Regions from separate parts of the Mus musculus genome. Here region 1 is linked to region 2. A link is a contact called in public Micro-C data. All regions are on one chromosome and are shown on one strand. Each heading gives the region's core, a stretch centred on a gene start, on an enhancer-like site or on the middle of the called end of the contact. The rest is flanking DNA. Distances are from core to core; before and after follow the strand shown. Region 1 overlaps Ror1 (receptor tyrosine kinase-like orphan receptor 1). Region 2 has its middle 51 kb from the start of Gm35701.

Evidence for each region. A called contact is a pair of places that touch in the nucleus more often than the background predicts.
Region 1: a contact with region 2 is called in a Micro-C map of muscle stem cells, with 6 times the contacts expected there. The contact joins two enhancer-like sites. A contact is called at or near these places in 15 of 484 Hi-C or Micro-C datasets (the C2C12 cell line, the C3H10T1/2 cell line, ECoMG myeloid progenitors and 9 more) and 3 of 115 datasets of contacts at active chromatin or transcription factors (astrocytes, embryonic basal ganglia and fibro-adipogenic progenitors).

The regions. Positions count from the first base shown.
Region 1 is chr4:100,421,209-100,429,098 of GRCm38.p6, forward strand. It overlaps Ror1 (receptor tyrosine kinase-like orphan receptor 1), which reads left to right. Exons shown (of 9, transcript NM_013845.5): 8 at 4,706-4,917. Among named protein-coding and RNA genes, the nearest start is that of Gm35760, 32 kb to the left of the region's middle. Within about 2 kb of position 5,068, at least 9 of the 459 cell types and tissues checked have an H3K27ac peak or open chromatin away from gene starts, as enhancers often do. A contact at or near this core is called in muscle stem cells, where this site is marked.
Region 2 is chr4:100,041,016-100,047,969 of GRCm38.p6, forward strand. No RefSeq gene overlaps it. Among named protein-coding and RNA genes, the nearest start is that of Gm35701, 51 kb to the right of the region's middle. Within about 2 kb of position 4,361, at least 53 of the 459 cell types and tissues checked have an H3K27ac peak or open chromatin away from gene starts, as enhancers often do. A contact at or near this core is called in muscle stem cells, where this site is marked.

The DNA of each region.
Region 1 (7,890 bases), core at 3,818-6,317, 380 kb after region 2:
GTTTAGCTTTAGGAAATGTGTAGAGATTCCAGTTACTAAGATTTTCCCCAACTGCTCACAAATGGGCTGCATTCCCTCAGTGTAACTAAGACGCTGACTGCACAGGAGTCACTGTTGTCCTTGAGAGGAGCTGTTCCACTTTTGAACACAGGACTCATCTGAGAATAAGCAGTATATTCTAGGTGTTTCTAGCCTTAAGTCAGGGGCTTAAATGCTAGGCATGCCTGCCAACTGAAGACCTCATTATGGTTCCTTCTCCCTTGGTGCCTAGGCCTACATTAAAATATCGCCAATGCAGTCATCTGCATGTTACATACCCACTTATTCCGGAGTTTTCAGATACATGGTAGAGACCCTTATTTTCTATGGTTTGTACAACTTTTTCAGATGACTCGTTAAGACTCATTTCATTTCCTTTGAATTCTAAGGTTCTATATAATTTCTTCCCACATTTGCTGTTTAAAATCAGTGCATTTTATTTTAACTCAAGGGTTACATTTCAAATGATAATCAAATGATAATTTTACTTTATAAAAGTCCCTCTTAAATAAGAAATCATGTTTACTTTGCTTTAAGCACCTTTAAGGGTTAAAAAACGGGGGTAGGGGGGATATTTTCCCCATTATATTTAGTTACTAATCAAAATATTGAATAGCATTATAAAAATAAAATAGGAATGCCAGGTGTGTGATACCAAGCTGTCGTTTTTGTTTTGTTTTGTTTTGTTTTTTAAAGATAATTAACCACATGATCTTGACTACATTGCTGGTTCCAAAGATCCCAAGTACTGAACATTATATAAAAAGTATGTGTAATTTTTAAAGTTATCCTAAAGTTTTAAAAATCTTCACCGTTCTAATTTCTAGACAATTTCTCTGCAGTGCATTTGAGGGGTCTGATACCCTTTCAAGTGAATAATAAGAACAATGGCCTTTGTTCCAGTGTGTTGTATATGTCTGTGCCTAGTATGAACCCCATTGATAGGAATCCTCAATGATGGGGAATCTTGGCATCCAAATGATGGCCATTATCCCCATCTGATACTGTGGGTAGCTGTGTTTTAATTTAGGAAGCATGGCTGTGTTGATGCCAGAGGACTCTTACGGTCTAGCTTCTATACATCATTTATCCTTTTTCAGCTTCAAGGTCTCAACGTGTAAATTAAAGTCACACTGAAGTGTCAGGTTAAAATGAGGAATGGAACTGTTTAAATTGTAAGGGCCAGGAAAAATGATCAGGGGGTAAAGGAACTTGGTAGCATCAAGCCTGAAGACCTGAGTTTGATTCCCAGGACCCACATGGTTTAAGGAAAGGACCAATTTCTTCCATTCTCTTGACTCCAAAGGCACACTGTGGCACAAATACACACACACACACACACACACACACACACACACACACACACCACTATACAAGAATTTTTAAAATGTAATTCCCAGGTAGTAGTTAGTTTTATAATTTTTTTCACAAAGGCTGATTGCTGTTCTATGGGACATCTTTTTTTAAGGCTTGATGTTGTTGTTGTTGTTGTTGCTGCTGCTGCTGCTGCTGCTGCTGCTGCTGCTGCTGCTGCTGCTGCTGCAGACTGGATCCCCTTCTAGCCAAGACCATACAGTGGCAATCAGGGAGGAATGACTTTGAAGTCTTGGGGTACTCTGAGCCTGTCTTCCATCTCTCCCAACATGACCACCTATTGTCCCTTGGGACTGTTGCACTTGGCAAGCAGACTCTGCCTGCTGTGCTCCATGAATCCTCTGTGTAAGCAGAGGAGCCAAGTCTGGCTGTGTTAAAAGGATTTAGCCTCTTGAAGTTTATTCTCCAGCAGACCCACGGGAGCATTTTTCCCAGCCCGCCCATTTACAATAAAAGGCCTTCCTGCTGTCCTCCCGTGCCTAATCTGATAGAGAATGAAGGTAGAATAGATTCCTTTGTTGGCAGACAGGTGAGACTCTACTTTCTCTTGTTGCTAAAACTCTGGGCTGAAGAAATAACTAGCATTACATTAGTAGTAAATTAGCCTCGTTCCTTTTGTAATCGTTACGCTCATAATGATTTCACAGAAAATCCAAGAATAACAGCAGGGATCACCCGCTCACACAGAGAAATTCTATAATGTTAATAATAGAGCATCCAACAACCGAATAGCAATTTTCAATTATCCAGGGTTCTTTCGTGAACCTGATCCCATTTGAGTCTCACATGAACCAAATAAGATTGGAAGACTAGCTATTATTATACCTGTTTAATACAGGAAGAGCTGAAGATCAGAGAGGGTGATTTCTGCTTAAGGTTATTTGGACTTTCCAGCTCCAAATGTTTATCGCACAATCCCCTTGTCTCTAAGGGAAAACACTTGAGTTGCAACAGGCATTAGAACAGCTACTTTCCATATGACTATCCTTACAGCAACCTATAAAGTGTGTAGGGTTTTGTCTTTAGGTGTTTTGTTTTGTTTTGTTTTGTTTTTTGTTTTTTTGTTTACATATCATGGCGTATACATAGCATGGTTAAACTGGCTCAACTTGACCTCAATGATGACAAGGACAGTATTCAGAAGTATCTGACTTTAAGATAAATGCTTCCTTTACTCTGCCACATTGCCTCTAACCTGTGTGTGCACCGTGTGTGTGTACATAGGCTCACATTAGACCCTGAGATGTGTATTCCTCCATTCACCTATCCCCAGACATACAAACACAATCACCATTTGAGAAAATTACAGAGTTAGTGTGAGCCCCAGCAGTTCCCCGGTTTACTATTTACACATGACAGTGGAAAGTGGGGAGCTTAGAACTTTGATGCCACACTCCCTACATTACAGGTTCCCCTCATGGGCTCCCACCATGAGAACATAGGTGCGCATAATCAAGAACTCAACCATTGATAGCCCAGGGTCATGTTCGATCTGACAGCATGGAACAAATGCTATTGGGAGGCACCCAGCCTCTGACCTGCCAGCTGTGTATTCTCAGACTAGCGAGTAGTTTAGCTCTTCTTCACCATAAAAATAGGGGTATGCGTGTTTCTTTTCCCATGGAGCTGGTTGTCATTATAAAATGAGTTCATTTTGAAAAGTCCCCAGTTTATCATAATGGTGATAGGAAGCATGACTTATGCTGGTGGAAAAATAAGTAGAGTAAAAATGCTATTTTTTGTGCCAGGTATACATCCTTCCACAAGACTTCTGGCATTAACACAAAGTGAATGTTCTCAAAATTGAGTTGGGGGGGGGGTGTCTCCTTCCTAAGGTTACATGCTAAATGTATTTGAGAAGAAGGCTCAGTATTGTGGTATCTCGCCAAAGAGGTCTCAAAGAAAATGAAAAAATAAAGACTATTTCCACTTACGAGTGCCTAGAGCCCTCTTTGTTTAAAGGGACCTTCTTGGGGTCCTGTTGTCATTTTGTTTATACGTCTGCATCTGCATTTACAACGACGTATTATAATAGCACTGTCTCTATTTCCTTATAAGACTGTGAAATTCTTAAATGAATCGGGCATGTAGTAATTCATTCTGCACTCTCAGTTTCAAGACCAGCTCTCGGCACACAGTGGCTCACACTTGTTGAGGGAGTGGGAGGATAGCTGAATGGAAGCATGTTGATCCTTCCACAGAGTAAATAAGCATCTCTAAATGTTGTGTCAGTCAAAATGTTCACACTGTGGGTTTTGCTAAAGAAAGACAGCTGGTCTTGGTGGTCAGGGTATGTCATTATTGTAACCTCTCTAATTACCATCCCATAATTCGTGTGTTTATTTTACCAGACAAATAGTTCATTAATGATGACATATGCCCAAAGCTTTTGGCTTTACTGGTCCGGTTCAAATGAATAAAAAGAAAGGCATACCTCATATCCTTCTATATATATTAAATTCTTTGCCAAGCAATAGTAAAATGGATGTATAAGATTTCAAAAATATACTTCAAAGTGTTAGCACTTGCAGTTACTGGGTTCATATGAAACCATTCAAGACAAATCCTGGGGTTTCAAAAAGTGTCAAGTTATACAGCACTTCTGTGTTGGAGGGACTTGTAGACACCCTCCAGAACACTCACTTCCCTTCTCGATGAGAGAGAGTGAGACCCACATTGCCAAATGATTAGCTTCAGTTGTGTAGCTTGCCAGACACTGAACCGACCCAGCCTGCCTACAGGCCCTCACATTCTCAAGGCAGTACCTTCCAAAGTGGGGACCAGGATTCTGCAGTCATATTGATCCTGGAAGATTCATGGCCGGCCCAGCATATCCCTAGTTCCCAAGGCAGGGGCACCTTGAAACTCAGGAGCACCACTCTATGGTGTTTGATCTGGGCCAACAGCCAATGGAGAAGAGCCTTGTGGTCTGCGTTAAGGCTTCATGTACACAATATATAATAATATATACACCCAGTAAGTTCATGTGTCATTTAACTTCTAAGGTGTGAGAGAAATGCAGGTTGGCTGTGGGAGAAAGGGAACATCAGAGGTCCCATCACACATCCAGAACCTTCACAATGTCCAGCTGTGATTTTCAAACATTTGAACTTTAAACTTTTAAACTTCAGTAAACTACATTGAGGGTTTGATAGAAACAAATCATAATATGCATTAGATTCTTTTTCTCTCACTGTGAATGTATAGAATAAATCGTTTAAACTTTGCAATGTAATATTATACATTTTTTTTGACCAGTATAACACTTGCCTTTTTTTTTTTCTGTCCCCAGATTCCAAAGATTCCAAAGAGAAGAATAAAATGGAAATCTTGTACATTCTGGTGCCAAGTGTGGCCATTCCCCTGGCTATCGCCTTCCTCTTCTTCTTCATCTGTGTGTGCCGCAATAACCAGAAGTCTTCATCACCACCAGTCCAGAGGCAGCCAAAACCCGTCAGAGGACAGAATGTGGAGATGTCCATGCTCAATGCATACAAGCCCAAGGTAAGATGGGTGGCATGCGTCAGGGGAGAGTGACCTGCTACAGCCCTCCTGCTTGAACCAGAGGAGAGACACAGGCAGAGTTCAAAGCAAACACAGAGGAGAACCATGGAACTCTGCCTTTCCCATGGGCAGCTCAGGAGTGTGGGGCAAGCCAGACCACAGCCCTACACTGGAGCCAACTGGCCAGGAGGGCTCTCTGCCAGGCCCACAGGGCTCAGAGTGTGAGCTGCTTTTCAAATTCAAAGAAAGAAATTCCATGCTCTTTTAACCAATGTGAAAGAAAAGAGAGATCTAACATTGTTTACAAACTTGCCTGTTTTATGGTACATGGAATGAATATAGAAATTTGTTATACTATACTATATAATTTTGAATGATTAAGACAGTAAATTATATGTCATGTACTTTTTACTATGGCTTTTTTTTGAGAAATCTTTTTAATGCCTAATTTAAATCTATTTCCCTTTGCTTAAAGCATCTTTTAATAGAAATGTTTTCCTCCTGGTCCTCTTTGAAGTTGTTCTGTTATAGTCCACCTGAGTCTTCCCCCTCTCTGCTAGATTACCAGCCCCTTCTTGTTGCTTTTCCAACACATCTTTCAACATGTAGGCTGCTCAAGGTCCTGGTGAGCATCCCAGGGTCTCTGGTTTTGCTCTGAGTGCAGCTGCTATTCTAGATCCTGCACTGTGGTCTAAAAGCACTTCCTCTCAAGAAGGCCAACATCTCAGTCCCAGGCCCTTCTGAAGAGATGCATTTCAACAGTTTAGAGTTCCTGCTTCCAAATGCTTAGCTTTTCATCTTGTTCCAACTCCAGAAGACCATGCATGCAACAATTATTTGTCTCCTCTCTGTGTTAGGGACTACATTTTTCTCTTCACCTTGATAATAAACTTTTAGGAAACCCAATGTCTTCACACTTACATTAACTCATCTTCTTGCTTATTAAGTATAGTAGAATTATGGAGACTATCACATCTCATATTATTTATTTTATTTTGCTTCATGTTGTAAGGATTTGTTTTTTAAAAAAACAAAGTCTTCAAAACACATTTGCAGTTACAAAGTCATATTTGTTGGTTTTCAGGTTCTTTAAATGTGAAATTTTCACTTTCAAACATTGTTTCTTAAACCAAACCACTGCTCAACTAGTTAAGTGTTCATTTCTCTTTTTTAAGAGTTGTTTATTTTTTTATTTATATGAGTACACTGCAGCTGTCTTCAGACACACCCTAGAAGAATGCATCAGATCCCATTACAGGTGGTTGGTTGTAAGCCACTGTGTGGTTGCTGGGAATTGAAATTGGGTCCTCTGGAAAAGCAGTCAGTGCTCTTAACCACTGAGCCATCTCTCCAGCCCAACTGTACATTTCTACCACTTATTATTTTTGTTCTTTTCCCCTTTATTTAAAATATTTTTCATTATTTTCATTAATTTATTTATTTAGTCACTTTTATGTCCTGATGGCAGCTCCTCTCCTTTCTTTCCTCCCAGTCCCACCCTTACAAATCCCTCCCCCAGTTACCCCCTCTCCTTCTCTGAGAAGTCCCTCTTAGGTACCGCTCTGGGACATCCATTGGCAGCAGGACTAGGCACATCCTCTCCTGCTGATGCCCAAACAGGCAGTCCTGTTAAGGGAAGGTGATCCAATGGCAGGAAACAGAGTCAGAGACAGCCTCCGTTCCAATTGTTAGGGGACCCACATGAAGACCAAGCTATGAATTTGTAGGACCTAGGTCCAGCCCCTGTGTGTTCTTTGGTTGATGGTTCAGTCTCTGTGAGCCCCTATGGTGCCAGGTTAGTTAACTCTGTAGGGTTTTTTTTTTTTTTTTTTTTTTTTTTTTGTGATGTCTTTGGCCCCTCCAGTTTGTTCAATTCTATCTGCAACTCTTCCACAGACTCCCTGAGCTCTGCCTATGTTCGGCTGTGAATGTCTGTGTTTCTATCTGCTTCTGAATAAAGCCTCTCTAGGCTCCTGTCTGCAAGCACAGCAGGGTATCATTAATAGTGTCAAGGGTTGGCTCTCCCACATGAAATGGGTCTCAAATTGGGGCAGTCATTGGTTGGCTGTTCCCTAATTCTCTGCACCATCTTTATTCCTGCACATCTTGTAGGCAGGACAAATTTCAGGTTGAAGGTTTTTGTGGGTAGGTTGATGTCCCCTCCCTTCTCTGGAAATCCTGCCTGACTACAGGAGGTGGCCACTTCAGTCTCCATATCCTCCACAGGTAGGAGTCTCAGCTAGTCTACCAGTGATTTTAAAAAGGAAATATAAATGTAAATGCCTTAGAGGTCAGTTCATGTCATAGACTTGGGGTGGTGAGAATCAAGGTTTGATGCTTTTAAAATCCTGGATTCTGGTTAGCTGGTTTGCATGCATTATAGTAATTAATGTCATGCCATACTCAGTTTTTACTTAATACTACTACAAGAGTGAAGGAAAGAGAGGGGGCTGGTATTCATGCATATTCTCAGAGCAATAGTGGGCTCTATATGAAGATTCCCATGCAATAGCCATTTCTTTCCTATCATTTCTGTGTCACTCATTTAGTTGGTTACAATGGCACAGCATGCAGTAGCCACTGTCCTGGGGACACAGTCCTGACTACTGTGCTGGAATCCATGGGAAAGTGACTACTGTTCAGAAAACAAATACATCCATTTTATAGATTAGCCTTGCTCATTACCTGAATTCCATTCTTAGTGGAACCGTGCTTGTAACGCACAGTCTCTAAGAAGCAGGAATCTCTGAATTAACAGTGTTTCCAAATAAAGAATTCAGAGGCCTCTGTGGCATAACAGAGAATGTTAGTATATAGAGATTGATACAAATTACCAAAACGTGTATACTAGGTGATGGGACTAGATGGTGAATCCCCCCAAAAAATCACACCACACAACAGGTCTTGTGGGAGATTTATTAAAAGGGAAGGGGACCGAGCTTGATTGCTGACATTGTTGCTGGGGTCCCTTTC
Region 2 (6,954 bases), core at 3,111-5,610:
CAAATGGAAGCCAGAATCAGCTTTGGGTGTCTCTCTCAATTTCTTGTCAGCTTGTCTTTTAAGGCATGGTTTCTCATTAAACCCAATGTTTACTTATTGACGGGAGTGCCTGGCTAGCAAGCTTCAGAGATCCTGTATGTCCATACACCTTGCACTAGGGTCACAGATGCATGCTACCATGCGTATTTTTTTTTTAATTTTTAAATACGGGTCTGGGCTGTAACAGGCTTCCTTGCTTGTATGGTGTGCTCATGCAGGTACTTCACCCACTGTGTCATCTCTCTAGTTCCCACAGTGGGCTTTTGTTCAACTATCAAGAGAAATGGGAGTATGAAATTTGCAGAAAAATAAATCAAACAGGAAAGTATGATAGCAAACGAGGTAAGCCAAGCTCTGAAAGAGAAATACATTTTATTTTATTTTTCATTAACTCATTCAAAAGATAAGTATTCTTTTTCATACGTGGATCCTGGTGTCTAATTTTCTATATATGTTTATTTATGTAGAAGTGAGTATGGGTAGAGAGGTCAGGAAACTAGGAAGAGGTCCATGGGGGGGTGGGGGTGGGCTGGGAAAGACGATATAAAGTGGAAAGGGGAATCCAGAAGACTGCAAGTGGGCAAGTGGAGAGGGTAGGCAAAGAGATGAAGGAGAGGAGCAGGCAATGGAAAATCAACCAATAGAAAAACAAAACTAAACTCAATGAAAACAAGAGAAAGAAGTCTGCTACTTTGTATGTTAGTTAAACACAAAAACAATAAAGAAAGTAAAAGTAAGAGGTACTCTTAAAGAATAAAAGCAGCAAGCGTGAATCTGCTAAAGTTTTCTTCCTGGCATTATTTACCTCCTGACCAAAGTGCTGGGCCCACATTGCAGAGTTCTGGCCCCCTCCCCTCTCCCAGCCTTGTACCTCTGCACACTGTAGGTCTTCATTGCCCTTCTCTATTTAATCCGTATTTCCTGCCATTCAGAGCCAACTGCTGGCCAAGGGCTGGGAATGGATTTTGCAGTGCGGCTCATGGCAGTAAGAGCGGCTGCCTGTGACTTCTACTCCTCCTGTAGCTCTTCCGGGACCCAACTTTCTTACAAACTGAGATTTCATCTGGCAGGAAATAAAAGGGCTACAAAGCTGTTCTGCCTCCTTGTCTGATAAGTTCAATTCTTGGAAACGCTCTTGTGAAACACCGCTCAGTAAGAGAGGCAGAGTTCCCGAAAAATCAGCACTCAGCACTGCACTCGTGACGGACTCTCTGTAGTGAAAGGCAACAGAAGTATTCAGTTCTAAGTGGGGAAACTGAGGCTTACAGGGTTTCCTGCCCTGCGGGAAACCCCGAGCTCTCGAGGCCTGAGTCCCCTGCACATGCAGCTCACAGCTGTGCCTAATAGAATAGATCCAGAGAGAGGAGCAAAGGGACTAGAGTTCATTTCTAATTGTTTTACTAATGATAAAACAGTTTAAATTTGATAGAAAAAACATGTAAAACGTTGAAGGAGAGATGCCTCAGCCACTAAGAGTGCACATTGCCCTTGTGGAGGACCAACTTGGGGTCTCAACAGCCAAAGCATGCGGCTCATGCAAATCCAACTCCGGGGGAGCTGATGCTCTTCAAGCTTCTTTTCACACGCACGCACGCACGCAGGCAGGCACGCAGGCAGGCACGCACGCAGGCACGCAGGCACGCACGCAGGCACGCAGGCACGCTCTCTCTCACACACGCTTAAAAAGAAAACTTTCTGAAAATACAAAGGAAAGAAAAGAAATCCTGTTTCTGGAAGATCAGCGCTGATCACTCATTGATGCTAGAATCTCTGCAGTGCAGATGACCACACCAATTATCTTCCTAGTCACTATTTATCCTGCCTGCCCTGCACAGAACCTCCGCCTGAGACGCAGTAAGCTACTGCTCCTGCCAGAAACATGAATATTTATTTTTGGTTTGTTTGTAGACAAAAACAAACACTGAGCATCAGTGCTCCTGTGGTTTGGATTTAGTTGACAAATATGTCTCCCAAAGGATCATGCACTGCAAGGCTAGTCACCACTATGACAAAATGAAAGGTGGGACCCACTGGGGGGCACAGGATGTTCCCTTTTAGGAGATATGTTGAAGGGTGTGTTAGGCCTTTTTGGTGGATTACTTTTTTAATAGAGGCATGTTAAAAAGGAGCCGGCTCTGCTCTCCCAAGTCTCCTGCTTGGCTTCTCACCACTCGCATTCCCTCACGTCTACTCCTGCAATGTTCTGTCATAAGATGGATACTCTAGTTGGACCCTCTGTCAGACTAGAAGCCATTCTGTTTGAACTTTGCAACCATCTCATCAAAAACCAAGTACAGCTGAGGAGGAGGATGACCCCATAGGAAGACCAGCAGTCTCAACTAACAGGGACCCTGAGATCTCTCAGACATTGGACTGTGGTCCCTGACACATATACAACAGAGGACTGCCTGGTCTGGCCTCAGTCAGAGAAGATGCACTCAACCCTCCAGAGACTTGATGTTCCAGGGAGTGGGGAGGTCTGGCGGTGGGAGTGGGGAGGTCTGGTGGTGGGAGTGGAGAGGTCTGGCGGTGGGAGTGGGGAGGTCTGGCGGTGGGAGTGGGGAGGTCTGGCGGTGGGAGTGGGGAGGCATCCTTTTGGAGACAGGGGGAAGGAATGGAATGATGAACTGTGGGAGGGGGCATCGGAAGAGGGACAATGGCTGGACTATAAAAAATGAAAGTAATAATGAAAATGTAAATAAAAATCAAGTACTCACCTTTCTTTTTTACATTATCCAGCACCAGCTATTTTGTTATAGCAACACAAGAATAGACTAGAGTAACTGGCTAAAGCACTTCTCAGAAGACCCTGATGAAAGCCCAGGGGACCGTGCTGCAGCCAAAGAAAGAATATTTCACCATGTCACTGACTCAGACTGAAGTAACATGGAGGATGCATGGGGTATGGAGTAAGGTTGATTTGGTCTTGGATCACTTTGATTGTAGGTAAGACCTATTTTTAAAGAAACACACACACACACACACACACACACACACGACTATTCTCAGAAGCTCTTAGAATGGCCTACAGACTTTGTCCATAACTAGTAAAACCAAATTTGTGGCCAAGAAAATGCACAGGTTTTTGTCCTGAGACTGTTTCAGTAGAGGTGAGGGTTGGTTGTTGCTTGTGATGGAACCCTTGGGCTTCCTAGCTCAGTGGTCCACTCAGCAGCCAGAGCTGTGATAGCAGCAACTCTTCCCCTTCCCCAGGGCTACCTGCTCCTGCAGTCTGATGGTTAAACCTCCTCCTCGATTGTTCCTATTGGAGAAGCAATAGAATTGCAGGTGTGGACTGACCAATGAGGAGACATTGTAGTGCCACTTTGAGGTGTTTTTGTTTTAAACAAACTGTGTGGCCAATCTAGGTAAGAAACGATATCATCCTTCAGGCTCAGGTGTAGTAGGCCAGAGACACTTTGCCATCAGAACAGCAGCTTCTGAATTGTCCTTTATGGCTGCTCCCCAGAATGAGGCTCATCCCTCAATATCTTTAAAAGTAGCAGGATGAGGATGGTAGGGAACCAGAAATCATGGGAGTTTCTGAGACTCCTGAAGTCAGATGATCTCTCTGCCCTGGCCGATTCTCACTGTTGTAACTGCATCCGTATTAAATGACAGCTGAAATGAAATTGTTATAAGGAAGCAACAATATTAAGGATAGGAACAGACATCGTCATTTAGATATTAAAGTCACAGCCTGAGCACAGAGGAGACACTAGAAGGGGCACCCTCCGTGTACAGACCGGTGAGTCACATCTGAAAATGCAATAACGGTATAGTCTGACTTTGTGCCAGATACTTAACCTCTCTGGTCTGTAAGTGCCTTATCTGAAGAATGGGACCGGTTCTTCTCATGAAGTAGAGGGACCGTCTGCCATGTCCTGCCACTGTTACACATGTTGCTATTGTGCTTTTCCTCTCTCCTTTCTGCTTGCAAAGGTGAGCTGCCCAAGAAGCAAACTGGGCGAGGCAATGTCAAGGCTCTGGTTTTAGATGACAGGCCCACGTGAGAACCTGCACAGTCAGGGGAAGACTGCCATCCTGGAAAAGAAGAATCAGTAAGCACGTGACCAGCAAGGAAGAACAGCATCCCCTTTCTAAGGCCCTCCTTTCTCTGCCACCTACCTAGCCTGACCTAATTGCACCCCAACGGTTATTCTAGGAGTGCCTCCTCCATGGTTCAGAGGGATCGACCTGAGGGCGGGGGGTGGGGTGGTGGTGAAGCTTGCTACTCTGTGTGCCTGATCTCTGGGTATGAGGAGTCGTTGTAGCCACGTGACACTGCATCACTCTTTAGTGACACACTGTCTCTCGCTGGGCTGCGACTGAGTCATACTCATCCCTGTTCCCCCAGGGCCTCACCTGGTCCTGTGCCTGGCTCAGGCTAGGCAGTCTGTGCTTTGAAACGGTAAGCCAGGATTTGGGTGATGCGAGGATTTCATGCTCCCTTCGCACTGTGTTTTCCTTTTCTGTTTTAACCAAATAGGCTTTCCTGGATCAGGATGGGTTGGCTGTTTTATAACAGCCCCACTCTAAAATCTCGGTGGCTTAACTTAACAAAAGTTTATTTCTGACTCATGCTATGTCCCCTGTGGTTATGGGCAGTTCTCCAGGACAGCTGTTCTGCATACGATGGCCTAGCAATCCAAGACTCCTTTGATTTGGTGGCTCCATCATCGTCATCGCAACACAGGGCCAGGCAAGAGCCAGCAGGAGACACAAGCCCTCTGCTCAGCCCAGAAATGCATCCCCGTCACTTCCTCCCTGGGTCCAGCCACATCTAGGCATATGATCAGCCCAACCTCAAGATTATGAGGAAGAGTCCTTTCCAATGTGCTCAGGAAGGAGGAAGAAGACTGCATATATCTGGGGACCAACCATGCTTATAAGGGCTCAACCAGAAATCCAAAGGCCTGAGTTAAAAGAGAGAAATTAACACCAATGTCCAATTCCTGTATGTATTCGTCTCTAAGTACAAAACATTGGGCATTTGTGACACATGTACCAGGTGTCAATCATGGTTCTAGGGACTAGAACAAGAGGGGAATTTTTTCCCCCAAGGGCTTCTCTGTGCAGTCCTGGCTGTCATGGAACTCACTCTATAGAACAGGCTGGCCTCGAACTTACAGAGATCTGCCTGCTTCTGCCTCCTGAGGGTTGGAATTAAAGGTGTGCACCACCACCATCTGGTTCCCAGCAGGGAATTTAAAATGATCATGGACATTATAAACCTCTGCTCTTCTGAGAGACGACAGGCCATAAATAGATATTCAAAGTGTCAAATGTTCTATGAAAGAAAATAAAGAGGAAAAAATAGAGAGAAAGAGAGCACCTGAGGGGGTTGCCATTTTGTATACGGAGGGATGAAAGCCCTTGTTATTGAGAAACTTAAAGTTAGAGGGATGTGCCACTACACGGGGACAGAGGGACATAGACTTGCAAACAGTGAGAGAACTTGGCAAAATGGCTAGGTTGATTGGCTCATTAAAGACTTTTATTGGAGTTGGTAATGCCAATATGCATAAAAATCATCGGACAGGTCTCCAGCTGTCTCCAGTGCATCAGAGGAGAGAGATGTATAGATATGTTCAATGAAAGTAGGGAGTCAAAGAGGGCAGGGGAGAGAGAGCAAGAGAGGGGGGGGAGAGAGGGGGGGAGAGAGAGGGGGGAGAGAGAGAGAGAGGGAGAGAGAGAGGGAGAGAGAGAGGGAGAGAGACAGAGAGAGAGAGGGAGAGAGGGAGAGAGAGGGAGAGAGAGAGAGGGAGAGAGGGAGAGAGAGAGGAGAATGAGAGCAAGAGAAAGAGAGAGAGAGGAAGTTTCCATTTTGATGGAAGAAGTTCAGGGGAGGCATAGTACAAGAAGTGAATTGTTGGTAGAACGGAGGCATTTTAGTTTTCTACTGCTGCACAACTAAAGAGACATGACTCAAAAGCCTGTCCTATTTCTCTTGATCCAAGGGTTAGCCAGGCTCTGCCCAAAGTTCTGAAACATTTCTGTTGACCAGATCCACCATGCCATGAAATTAGTATGTAATCTGGTGTGGGGATAATACCTAGGTTGACTACCTCCCATGCTTTGTTCCTCACTCGTGTGGCTGGGACATCTGGGGCTGTTTGGAATTGCCCCTCTCTCCAGGAGAACGGGACTAGTCGAATGCAAATTTTCTCACATGGGGTGGGATCTCAAGGGAGTGAATAAAACTTCAAAGCCACAAAGGGTCTGGAAGTCGCCACTACATCATTCCCGTGTATCCCGCAACTCAAAGCCAATTGAAAAGCAGCCAGCATTCAGGGGAGAGGGACCTGCATTCCTGTCCAAGGAGGGGGACCCCAGGGAGACCATGGTTTCAGACAATCTATGGCAAGTAGAAACAGCAGAGTACAGCAGGTGTGTCTGTCTGTTTCCTCACTCCTTCTTCCTTAGAATGTAAGTAGACCTCTGCCCGGGCTCATTCGGAAGTCTCAGGAATATCATCAGCACTGGGGCAAGAGATGAGACACACTTACTATCTGTGATGGTTTGGGTATGTTTGGCCCAGGGAGTGGCATTATTAGGAAGTGAGGCCCTGTTGGAGTAGGTGTGTCTGGTGTCCCTGTGGGTGTGGCCTCAAGACCCTCACCTTAGCTATCTGGAAGTCAGTCTTTTCCTAGCAGCCTTCAGAATAAGATGTAGAACTCTCAGCTCTGCTTGCATCATGCCTGCCTGGATGCTGTCATGTTCCCACCTTGATGATAATAGACTGAACCTCTGACCCTGTAAGCCAGTTCTAATTAAATGTTGTCCTTTATGAGACTTGCCTTGGTTATGGTGTGTGCTCACAGCAGTAAAACCCTAACTAAGACACTATCCTACCACAATGAATAGTGACTGCCAAAACTGTCTGCAGCATGACAACACTGATTCCATAGCTCT